Linked DNA regions of Sus scrofa: regions 1 and 2 are each linked to region 3. The links are chromatin contacts, called in public HiChIP or PLAC-seq maps. All regions are on one chromosome and are shown on one strand. Each heading gives the region's core, a stretch centred on a gene start, on an enhancer-like site or on the middle of the called end of the contact. The rest is flanking DNA. Distances are from core to core; before and after follow the strand shown.

Region 1 (3,873 bases), core at 692-3,191, 230 kb after region 3:
TGTAATCTTAATTGAGGTAGTATTTTTTTCAGTTTAGAGCTTACATTAGCTTGTTAATACAACAAATATTTACTATTTATCATCAGCACCAGAAAATCTCGGCAAACATTTGACTCAGTCAATCCAAGAAGAATAATATAGTCCCTACCATCAAGAGGCATTCTATATAATCAGAGATAGAACACAAAAAGTTAAATAGTAGTGTGCTATATGCCACAAAACAGAATACAACTAGGTTTCAAATGAATGCTACATACCTGCAGAACATTTGTAAAATTGGTAAAAATGTTTATATACATACAGGTATGCATACACAAAGCTCTGTATGTATACCATACATACACTATGTATGTATATAAATACACAAGTTTGTAACTGAATTGACTTCACACTCCTACCTAAAGCCAGTTCTATCAACCCCCTATTGAGAGCTCTACTTTCTAGCCTGGTTTAGAACGGCATTGTCTATTACCTATTTAAGAAAATGAAATCGTGTTTTCGGATACTGGGAAACACCACTAGCAGACAGGATATAACGACTTGGCCTGTTGTTAATTGTTCAGTTACATATAATGCGCTTCATTCAGGACGCAAACCTAAGGCCTTTCAGGCCCCTCTACACTTCAAATTACACAGAGCTTGAGAAGCCAGGCAGAAGGATCGGTGATCCTTGAGAAATTCTCGCTAGGTACTGCTTTCACCCGGGCGGAAAACGCGCTCAAGCGAGGAGTCTAGCAAAACAGAAAAAGTGAGTTGACGGCAAAGACAACCAGGGATGCACAAGGCCATCCCTAAGCGGTCATTTCAAAGAATCCCAGGGAAGGGAGAAGTGGGTAGAGGAAGAGAGTAAGCATACTTACTTTTTGTTGTCAGTGAAGAAGCGTGTCTGGAGCTGAGCCATGGCTTGCCTACAGAAACGTACAGGGTAACAGTTAGATAACCCGTGCTCGGGTCTTTAAGGCTACAAAAAGAGGTTGCTCAAAATTACACTGCACGTGTATATGAAAAACTGCAGTCCAACTCCGGGCTTCCGCTTTCCTTCCTCCGGCCTGCCTAGCCAGAAAGCACCACGAGGCTCCCCTTCCACAAGGCCCAGCCCACAAACATCGACTACCTATTCCTAGATTTAGGAGTCATCGATTAGTAAGGCATAGTCTTAAAGGCGACGTTTCCCTTTAATTTTGTTTGTATTTAAAAAATATATATATTTAAGCTTGCGCTCGATTATGAAAATACAGAGAGGCCTGATTCAAATCCGCTTATCCGCGCTCTCTCTCTCTCTCTTTTTTTTTTAAAGAGGCCATCCTTAGGCCCGATAATTCAAACACAGCTCCTAGATACTACAAACCCCAGAAAGCAGCGCTTGTCAGAAGCTGTACCCACTGGGAATTGTAGTCTTTCTTGCCTCTCTCCCCTAGGGATATCTTATTTGCATTAAACCTTCCCGACTCCAGCCAAATATCTATTATATTTCCTCTGCCATCAGCTTTAATTCACGAAAGCCTTTCCGGGCTTATCTGCTCAAGCATACTCCCAATCACACTTTCGGTCTACCGAGATTTTTCTTGGTGTTTCGCCACTAGCTTCAAGCTTTAGATCCAGGTGAGAGGAGGGGATACGAAAGAAAGAACGAATCAGAAGGGAAACGCGACGGTGGCTGATAGTGGTCTTATCTCGAGCGACTGCGCTGCGCGCTCCCGGAGGGGTGCGCCTGCGCACTGTGAGGGTCTCCATGGCGGGGCCTCGGAGCCAAGACGAGGTTGAGTAGACTCGTTTTGAATTTTCTTCCCTCTACTCCAGCACTTTTTGGACTTCCCTTCTCGCCCTATAGGGCGCTCGGCCGCGGTGGGACTGGGGGAGTCCGAGGTTTGGGAGAGCTGTCTGCGCCGACGGACGGGACACTACCTCCCAACCCCCCTTTCTTCCTGCTGCCTCCTCCTCCCGCCGCCTCTTGACCCGCCCGGTCCCTGAGCAACCGCCGGCCCCCGCCCCCTGCTGCAACCCGGCGTCGGTGGCGCCTTCAGCGCCCCACCTTGGGCGGTATTCGGGGCCCTATGTGTCGAGGCCTACTGCGCCCCGCCCGGGACGGGGTTCGCTGGAGAAGGTGGAAGTTCGTGTTTTTAGGAGGGTTTCAGAGCGCAAGGAAGAACCGCCTTGGATTCGGACCCCTGGGCTGGAGCGCCCAGTGTGTAGTCCCATGCGCAGCCCCGCGCCCCGCTTTTTAGAGTTCTTTTTTTCTCTTTAGGAGCCCCCTTTTAATTTCCTTTTAGAAGGAGAAAGGCGTCCTCCCACACTCTCTACGGTTTTTTACCTTTTCTTTCTTTTTTTTTTTTTTGAAGTCACCCAAAGGCCTAATGGTCCCGGGAATTATTCTAATACAACCGAGTTGTTTTTTTGAGGAAAGATGGATGGAGAGATACTATCTAGAAGGAGAAAGGCGTCCTCCCACACTCTCTACGGTTTTTTACCTTTTCTTTTCTTTTTTTTTTTTTTTTTTTTTGAAGTCACCCAAAGACCAAATGGTCCCGGGAGTTATTCTAATGCAACCGAGTTGTTTTTTTGAGGGAAGATGGATGGAGAGATACTATCTAGATTTCATAGTCGCTTTTTAAGGCATTCATTAGAGAAGCTCCAAGAGGGAAATTTAAAGAGACAGCAGTTTAGAGTAAGGCAGAACTGGATTGCAAAATTTTGGGAAGGGGTATGTGTGCAGGTGAAAACAACTAAAGCTCTCCTTGGTTACGTTGCTTAAAGATGTACTACGATTAAGTAGACGCCTGGTTTTTAAATCAATCATAGACTATGAGAAGGAATTTAAACAATTGTAAGCGAAAAATAATCTGTTATTAGCAGCAATGACAGTGAAATTAGGACCGTTTTCCGTTTACTCACCTTAGAATGTGGGTAGTGGAACCGGAATGCCTTATTTCGAATCCTGCCTCCGCTACTTAATAACTTCTCTGTGACACATCTTGGTCAACTGTGAGATTAAGTGCCACAGAGTAAATGTTAACTATTATTACCACCATTACCCTTTAGATACCAGGTGAACTAGAAGCTTTGACAACGTGAATAAGGACTAGCCTCATGATTAGAAGAGTAAAATGAAAAAACCTCTGTGCTGAGGGCCTAGGAAAGGACTAGACTTGCAAGTAGAATCCGTGGTCATTTAACCATGTGCATCATTGTAATTTTAAGAACTGTATGTCTTAGTTAGACCACCTGAAGCTTGAAACTTTTTTTCCTTCTTAATTGAAGTCTTGCTATTTAACCCATATATTTTGAATTTGGTAGAAGTAAAAAGAAATTTGACAGTTTCAAATATCATTTGCTTTAATCATATGTGATTTTTAAGTTACAGTAGTAAAATTGAATTAAAATTCTTAAAACTTGAAATAAATCTAATAGTTTTTCAGATAATTTTAGTAGTATATCATTGGTTAAAATATATTTTTAAATGTATAGTTAATCAGATTAATTTTTAACTATTATGTTTTAAAATTTATCAAAATAAAATACTATACCTGGTAGTTAATACAGGTTGATCCTAATTCAAATGGAAAAATATGATCAGTAAGATACAAAACCTAAATATGTGCTTAATAAGACTTCAGTTTGCAAAGCAGAAATGTTGAGTTCACTGAAATATGTGTTTCATTTGACTGAGACCTTTTTTAAGGGAAAATTAGTTAACATTCCAGGATAGCTGAACACCTACTCTGATGGCTTGGATGCTTTTTCAGCAGTGACTTATGTGTCGCATTTGGTGTTCACTCCATGTAATACCTAGAGTAGTTAGTATTTTTACTTTGAATGTTTTTCTTTACTAAGAACATTAACTTCAAGCTTTTGGTTATAATGATTTCCTACATG
Region 2 (3,810 bases), core at 897-3,396, 210 kb before region 3:
TTGAGGCGGCACCCCACACCGCGATTTTCCTTTCAAATGCCCTAAAAAACCCCCTAAGGCCCCCAGCTTTTGTGAATAAAAGCCCACCCTCGAAGTGGAAACTCCACTGCAAAGACAGATATGCAGACAGCAGGATAGCGAATAGAATTTTAAAAGAAGGAGTTCTTTCTGGCTTCGCAGCCTTTCAAACATTCCATATTCCTGTTAGCTAGGGAAGGTTAAGGTAATGGGTGCTTGAGGGTTGCAGGGCACCAATTAGAGCAAAAACATCAATTTAGGGGTGGTCTTTCCACCCCTAAATTCTGGGCTTTTGTTTTGAGTCGGTGAGGGGAACCGAGGAGGCCGAGGTCTCCGGTTCGGGTAAAGGCGGGTCCATCCAGATTCTTTGGGCTACGGAGAGGCAGGCTCCGGCCCCAAGAAACAAAGGGGGGTATATTTGCCCCTCAAGGCTTTACTCCAAGAGTCCCAGAGGAGTCAGAGGCTAAACCACCGAGCTCGAAGAGTTTGGCAAACGCTGGACTACAGATGCGGCCGCCTTCTCTTAAGCACACAAATCCCAAGCGTGCCCGTATGGAAGGTGCGTGCGTGTGTGTGAATGTGTGTGTTTGAAGGAGAAAGGCCACCGTTTTGTGTGTGTGTGAATGAGTGTGTATGAAGGAGAAAGGCCACCGTTGTGTGCGTGTGCGCGTATGTGCGTGAAGGAGAAAGGCCACCGTTGCCCATTGTGGGACGCCGGCCCCGCCCTGCCCTCGGTGGCTCGGGGGAGACACGCAGCATTAGGGCCTCGGAGTCCGCCTCTGCTAGCCCGGGAGCGAGGGGCGGGGCCGGGCGGGGTCGCGGGCGCGCAGGCGCAGTGCGGGCCTCGTCTCGCCGCCGCCGCAGCCGCCGCCGCTGCTGCCGCCGCCGCCCGCGCTGCACCACAGGCCCGAGACAGACAGGGCCGGGAAGAGCCGGAGACTGAGGAGGAGGCGGAGGCGGAGGAGGCGGAGGCGGGGCGACTCCGGTGACCGGGAGCGCCGCAGACTGGCAGCTGCGGCGACTCCCCCCTTTGTGTCTGGTCTGCTCGGAGCCACTGGAAGTGCTTCCCGGAGGGGCGCGGGGTGTCTCGCCGCCTTGCTGCCCACCCCCCTTTCCAGCCACCTACATCCGCCCTCCCGCCGCCCCCCGCCCTCGGCCCGCGACGCCTGAGCTCCGCCCGGAGCCTAGAGCTGCGGGAAAACGAGGCGGCGGCGGCGGCGGCGGCGGCGGCTTCCTCCGGAGGGTTGTGATTCGCTCACGGGAGCCATAGAAGACGAGGCTTTCACGGCAGAATTTACCCCAGGCAAGATGGAGCGGCAGCAGTAAAAAAGAGAGGAAGAAGTACACCGGAGAGGGCTAGAAAGGGCAGCCTCCCCGCACCTCCCCTCCGCCCGCTGTCTTGGGGAGCTCGGGGCCCGGCCTGCAGACCCCTCCCCTCCCCCGCTTCCCACCGCCCCTCAGCCCTCCGGCTGGGACCTGCCAGACCCTCGCAGGATTGTTCCGCGAAGACGTGAAGGCGGTGGGTTTGTCCATGGAGGCAGGCACCTTTTTCGATCCAGTCGAGGAAGAGGATTTGCTGTGCTCGAAATCGGAGTAAAGGAAGCACCGAAGCGAAACTTAAAAGGAATCTTGCCCTCCCGGAGCCACGGGCGATGCGCCTCCGGCTATCGGGCGCCGCCGCCCGCCCGGCTTTGCCCTTCCCGGCAGTCGGGAACTTGTTCTGATCCTTGGCGTCCCCATCGAATCCCGGCTCCCCACCCCTCGCCACTCTGGATATGTTTTCTCCCAGACCTGGATATTTTTTTGATATCGTGAAACTACGAGGGAAATAACTGCGGGGCTTTCTTCTTGTCTCCCTGCTTCTCCCCACGGACATGCCTTCAGTTTGGGGGGCCGAGGCACCCCCTCCTAGGCGAGCGAACTCCCCGAGCCGCGAGGGAGAGAAATGAAGGGAATTTCTGCTGCGGAATGAAAGCTCTGCAGCTCGGTCCTCTCATCTGCCATTTGTCCTTTCAAACTGCATTGTTTTTCGGGCTGGATAAGTCCGACGAGAGCGAGGACTAGCTTCTCGGCCGTCTTTCTCCGCCCGTGTTCACTTTCCATATTTATTTTCTCTGCTCTTCTGCTTCTCGACTGGCCCAGGGATGACTTCGTCGCTGCGGTGGCCCCGGCGGGTGCCCTCGCTGCTGTGGACCGTCCTGCTGGTCAGCGCTGCGGCCGGTGAGTAGCCCCGGGTGGCACGACCCGGCCACTTCCCCTGCGGGTGGCGAGGGAGGGAGCCTGCAGAGGCCGAGGCCTGCACCGGCCCTTCGCCACGCTTCCCCCGATCGCCTGGTACCTGCGCGCCTTTCCAGTCCTTCCAGGGAACTACCCTTCCATGTTGTCGTGTAGTTTCGAATCCCCACTCCTCGTATTCCCCACCCCCACACCTCCCACCCGCGGGGGGGAAAAAAGACACATTGGGTGTGGTATCTTGACATTTTTAGCTGTGAGGTAATGCCAGGATTAAAAATAATATTTTAATCACCAGTGGACAGTGTCTATTATGAGATCTTTGGAAACAGAACTGTAGGGTTTTTTTTTTTTTAATATAAAGAAGAGGATTTGGCTTACAGTAAAAACATTAAACTATGGAGCATACACTTGAACCTTATTTTTAGATTTAGATCGCTCTCTGGGAATCCATGTTACTTTCATTATTCCAAAACGTTCCCGAATAAATTGAATAAATGTTGAGGAACCCAGAACTGTGAAATTCTTAATACATTGTACAGTACTGTTAGTTGTTATTATCATTGGTATTATTTTATTTTGAAGGGTATAAGTAATTATGTTTTCATCTTTTCAATCTTGGACTCTTGTATTTTATCTGCTTTTAGAATTACTGTTGGGTTTAGAAGTATTTTCAGTAACTTTTCTTTTAGTCATCTGGCATCTGTTGGTTTTCCTGTCATTGACCTCACGTCAGACTTCTAGGAGATCTGAGTCCTGAAAGAAAGTTCTTTTGACATTTTGCTGAAGCTTAAAGGGAAATGGTAGTCATCCTTTCCTTAGGATATTTTGTCTTTAATTCTCAAACGCCTTAGTGCAAATCTCATGTTACGTTTGCAGTTAATTTTTCAAGCAGTCTTTTGGTGATTTGCTTTCAGAAATTTTGGGGAGTGATACATATAATTTTTAAATTTGGTTTAGTATGGCCAAATAGATTATATATTTTAAAATGAATGAAGAAAAAAATGGATGAGGGACAACATAACACCTTTCCAATTACTTTTTCTTAAGTGTAATTTTCACATTAATTTCTCACTGCTATGTTAGATGTGGAGATTGCTTGCTTATTTCCATTTAAAAAGTCTGCATTGGGAAAACACTGAAAGATAAATTGAACACTCCTTTTGTGTTTTTAATATTGTTGATTAGTGGCTATTATGTTTGTTATAGTTGTGTTAAAATAATTAGAACTTCTGAATTGAATGTATTTTGATGCTGATGTTTTAATATTTTTAACTGCCACAATTCCTTTTGGGGTAAAAAAGAATGATTTTTCTCTAGATTATTTTGCGTTAGTTATTTAAATTCTCTAGTTGTAAGCCATGTGGTTCCTGTGAAATATGAAGAGAGTAAAAGGCCTTAAGCTTAAGCAGTCATTCTAAGACCAGAAGTCTCAGAGCATAGATTTTTTAGTGTTCTTTGTTATTAACCTTTGTAGAACATAGATTCTTATTTTTAGTTGACAAGCTTATCTGAACTGATAAAAGTGGGAGAAAGTACAATCGACTTAAAAATAAACTT
Region 3 (3,792 bases), core at 979-3,478:
GTATGACTAGAACCAAAAGATGAACTTGTGATTAAACTAAGGACATTTCAATTTTTTGATCCAATGAACTTCTGTGTTGATATCAGTACTTACCTCAGAAAAGCTAACAGTCTCTTGCCACTAACAAATAGGTCTCCAGTTTGGTGACAACAAATGTAATTGATCAGGAAGCCTAAGACACTGGGGCTGCTGAACTCCCTTGGTTTAACTCAGTAGTATGCATTGGGGTCCTACTTTGTGAAGGACCAAGTGCCAGATACAGCTTCCAGGACCTCCTTATTTAAAGGCTTATCTTCTCTCTTACCCATTGTTTTAAGACTGGACTTAGCTCTCTGCATGGATCTTGTTGGCAGTTTCCATTGTGTCCTGTCTAGAGAGAAGCTGTTTTTCTCTTCATTCCAGGTTGTGGGGCAGGCTGGGTAATGATGTCGGGTCTATTGAGAGCACCAGATAACCTGGGAAAAGGGCTTGGGGCTTCTCTTTGTGGTGGGGAAGAGAAGAGGAATGGGTGTTAAGGAGAGATGTGGGCCTCTGAATCACAAGGAGATTCAGTACTGAGTGCCTTCTAGGCACCACATTCTCATTTAGCCCTTGGTTAATAAGAACAAGTGTATAAAGGGGATGGTACTGTTTAACTGCATTTTACAGCTAAGAATGCTGGCTAGTGACTTATCCAAGGCCATAGAGTCTGTGGTGGATCTGGGATACAAATCTTTTCTCTAGGTCTTCAAAGGCTTTCCTGCCACAGTGCACAGCACCCAGGAGAATTTCAGGTCTGGAGTGGAACACACTGGGCTCTCCACTCCCATATTTTCACAAGATGAAATCTGTGTAGAATGTATAAAGAATAAAGTATTAGGGAGTTCCTGTTGTGGCTCAGTGGTTAACGAATCCGACTAGGAACCATGAGGTTGCGGGTTCAATCCCTGGCCTCGGTCAGTGGGTTAAGGATCCTGCATTGCTGTGAGCTGTGGTGTAGTTCGCAGACGCGGCTTGGATTTGGTGGTGTTGTGGCTGTGGTGTAGGCTGGTGGCTGCAGCTCCAATTATACCCCTAGCCTGGGAACCTCCATATGCCTCGGGTGTGGCCCTGAAAAGACAAAAAAAAAAAAAAAAAAAAAAAAAAAAAAGGAATAAATTATTAAAGGGAAAAGAGGTCATGGACAGGCAATTTTTAGCCTGAGAGGTGAGTATGTGGAGTATGGGACTACCATTTTTTTTTTGTCTTGATGAGGAGCCTCTAAGGTTATTTTAAAACTGGTCTTACTGAGTTCTTGCCCATACTACAAAGACCTATTTCCTCCACTACACATCAATATGAATGGCTCATCCAGTTGTGTCTCAAATAATGACTGTGAGGATAGAAACAAAACCCTTTGAAAACTCTGACACTTAACAGACTTGTAAGGCAGCAGACATCTTTCCAAGGTTATCAGGGAAGTGTGAGGTAGCTGATTAAAATCAATTCTTGATTACTCGCGATGCCAGAAATGTAGCAACAGTATTTGGAAACTGGACTTCATATATACAATCTAAAACCGCTTTTTAACCAGCAATTTTAACCTTTCTGAGATTTGGTTCTTTCTAGAGACTGGGGGAAAAAAAAAAAAAAAAAAAAAGGAGATGTGTAAAAATGCCAGTAAGACTTATTAAATTTCTTTTCCTTTGAGTCCTGTCCAAACATAGGCGGAATTAGGACAGAACAAAAAGATCAAGAAAAAAAAAGCCAGAAAGAGACGCACGCACAAGGACTGTGCCAGTTAATACTGAGGTAAGGAAATGAGTTTTGGGGGAAAGACTTCAGATATCCCTGGGGATCGCTCTGGTTCAGGGCATTCCCTTTGGCAATATTCCAGAATCTGAGTCCCCAGGGTTCCACACAGTATAAAGTGAAAGACGCGCGTGGCCAGGCGCGCGCGTACGCGTGTACACTCACGTGTACACACACACACACACGCACACGCGCGCGCGCACTCTACACATACACACAGCCTGTTTCCTCCGCTCCCCCTCCACCCCCGCCCCCCCCGGGGGGGGCGGGTCTCTTTCTCTTTAAAGAGCAGACGGTCTCCGAGCAAACCCAGGCTCTCTAAGGCCCCGGGGGCCCGGGACCCGAGCTGCTCGCAGCCAATGGGTGCGGTGGAGCGGCTCGAGCGCGGCTGACGCTACACCAATGGGCGCTCGCGGGGGGCGGGGGAAGCGGCGGAGACACTATTGTTGATGAGGAGGAGCAGCGGCGGTGGCGGCTGCACCATCTCTTTGCTGCTGGCCGTGGCCTGGGCACCTCCCGCACCCCGGATTCCGGTTTCGTCACCCCATCGCGGGGGCCTTCCCTCCGGCTTCGAGAATCCTTCCCCCGCAACCCAACAACAACAAAACCCCACGTCTCGCCCAGTCACCGGGGAGGGGGGGGACTATGTCCCAGCGGGTGAGGCGCAATGGGTCCCCCACGCCGGCCGGCTCCCTTGGGGGCGGTGCGGTCACCACGGCCGGGGGATCTGGGAGCCGCCTGCAGCCCATGAGGGCGACGGTTCCGTTCCAGCTGAAGCAGCAGCAGCAGCAACATGGCAGCCCCACGAGGAGCAACGGCGGCGGCGGCGGCGGCAACAACAACGGCGGCTGCTGTGGTGGCGCCTCAGGCCCCTCGGGCGGCGGCGGCAGCTCCGGCGGCGGGGCCCCGCGCACCGCCTCGCGCAGCACAAGCCCCACGCGGGGCGGTGGGAGTGCGGCCGCGCGCACCAGCCCCACGGTGGCCACGCAGACGGGCGCGTCCGCGACGTCCACGAGAGGCACCAGCCCCACGCGCGGCGCCGCGCCCGGGGCTCGCGGGAGCCCCCCACGACCGCAGCCCCCGCCGCCGCTGCTGGGCACCGTGTCGTCTCCTTGCTCGTCGCCCACCCACCTGTGGACAGGCGAGGTGAGCGCGGCCCCACCCCCAGCCCGCGTTCGGCACCGGAGGAGGTCCCCGGAGCAGAGCCGAAGCTCCCCGGAGAGGAGGAGCCCTAGCGCCCCGGTTTGCAAAGCAGGTACGTGCTGGGGGCCGCGCGGCGAGGGGAAGGGGTCCCGGGCTCCCGCTGCTACCGCGCGGGGACTGCAGCGTTGCCGCGGAGCTGGGGTGGTAGGGGGCGGGGCCGGGGGCGGGGCCCGGGCGGTGCAGCCGCGTCTTCCCGGGCCTTCCCGGCGCCCCCAGCAGCTCCCCTCCCGCCTCTTTGGTCTCTGCGTCGGCCCCGCGTTGGTGTCCGTCAGTGGAGGTGCATTCGCTAACCTTGTGCTTGGGCTGATGCGTTAATGATAAACCTCGGGGTTCTGGTCGCGCGCTGGTTACTTCTTACCCTCCCTGGGGGATGAGGCTCGGAATGGTTTGTCACTTTAGTGACATGGCTAATGTTAGTATAGCACATCTCTGTGGTTGAGTATTTCCGTTTGACAAAACAGTTTGAGATTTGGGGGCCTTGAATGCTTTAGTATAGCAGGTTTGGTTGGGTCTCTGAAGAGGGAGCGGGTTGTTTCCTAAGACTTGTTAAATGGGTAGCAAAAAGTGAAAAATAAGTAAGATTCTTTTGGAAGGTTTTTGGGCTTTGAGGGTCTGAGTGTTTTCTGATATACTGATTTTGTGGTTAAGATGTAAAACCGTTAAAAAAAAAGATCCAAGGTTTGTCTCCTTGTTACTATTTTAGCGATCAGAAATTTGTTTTTCTTTAGATCTGGGAGCTTTTTTGGGGAAGGTTCTGAATGGAGCCGTTGGGTTCCACAGGAGTCAGTCATAAAGAGTAACTCAAAAGAGAAATTCACA

What was found. HiChIP or PLAC-seq counts read pairs in DNA pulled down with a chosen protein or histone mark.
Region 1: an H3K27ac HiChIP or PLAC-seq map of alveolar macrophages shows a contact between it and region 3. The contact joins the promoter of WDR12 here to the promoter of FAM117B in region 3. A contact is called at or near these places in 1 of 47 Hi-C or Micro-C datasets (liver) and 2 of 2 datasets of contacts at active chromatin or transcription factors (alveolar macrophages and skeletal muscle).
Region 2: an H3K27ac HiChIP or PLAC-seq map of alveolar macrophages shows a contact between it and region 3. The contact joins the promoter of BMPR2 here to the promoter of FAM117B in region 3. A contact is called at or near these places in 3 of 47 Hi-C or Micro-C datasets (embryonic fibroblasts, heart right ventricle and skeletal muscle) and 1 of 2 datasets of contacts at active chromatin or transcription factors (alveolar macrophages).

The regions. Positions count from the first base shown.
Region 1 is chr15:106,408,782-106,412,654 of Sscrofa11.1, forward strand. WDR12 (ribosome biogenesis protein WDR12) reads right to left here and starts at 1,942. Exons shown (of 14, transcript XM_003133592.6): 1 at 1,555-1,942; 2 at 861-908. The coding sequence starts at 901. CARF (calcium-responsive transcription factor) reads left to right here and starts at 1,637. Exons shown (of 18, transcript XM_021075550.1): 1 at 1,637-1,759.
Region 2 is chr15:105,969,431-105,973,240 of Sscrofa11.1, forward strand. BMPR2 (bone morphogenetic protein receptor type 2) reads left to right here and starts at 2,147. Exons shown (of 13, transcript NM_001204900.1): 1 at 2,147-2,238. The coding sequence starts at 2,163.
Region 3 is chr15:106,180,989-106,184,780 of Sscrofa11.1, forward strand. It overlaps FAM117B (protein FAM117B), which reads left to right and starts at 2,229. Exons shown (of 8, transcript XM_003133590.5): 1 at 2,229-3,025. The coding sequence starts at 2,416.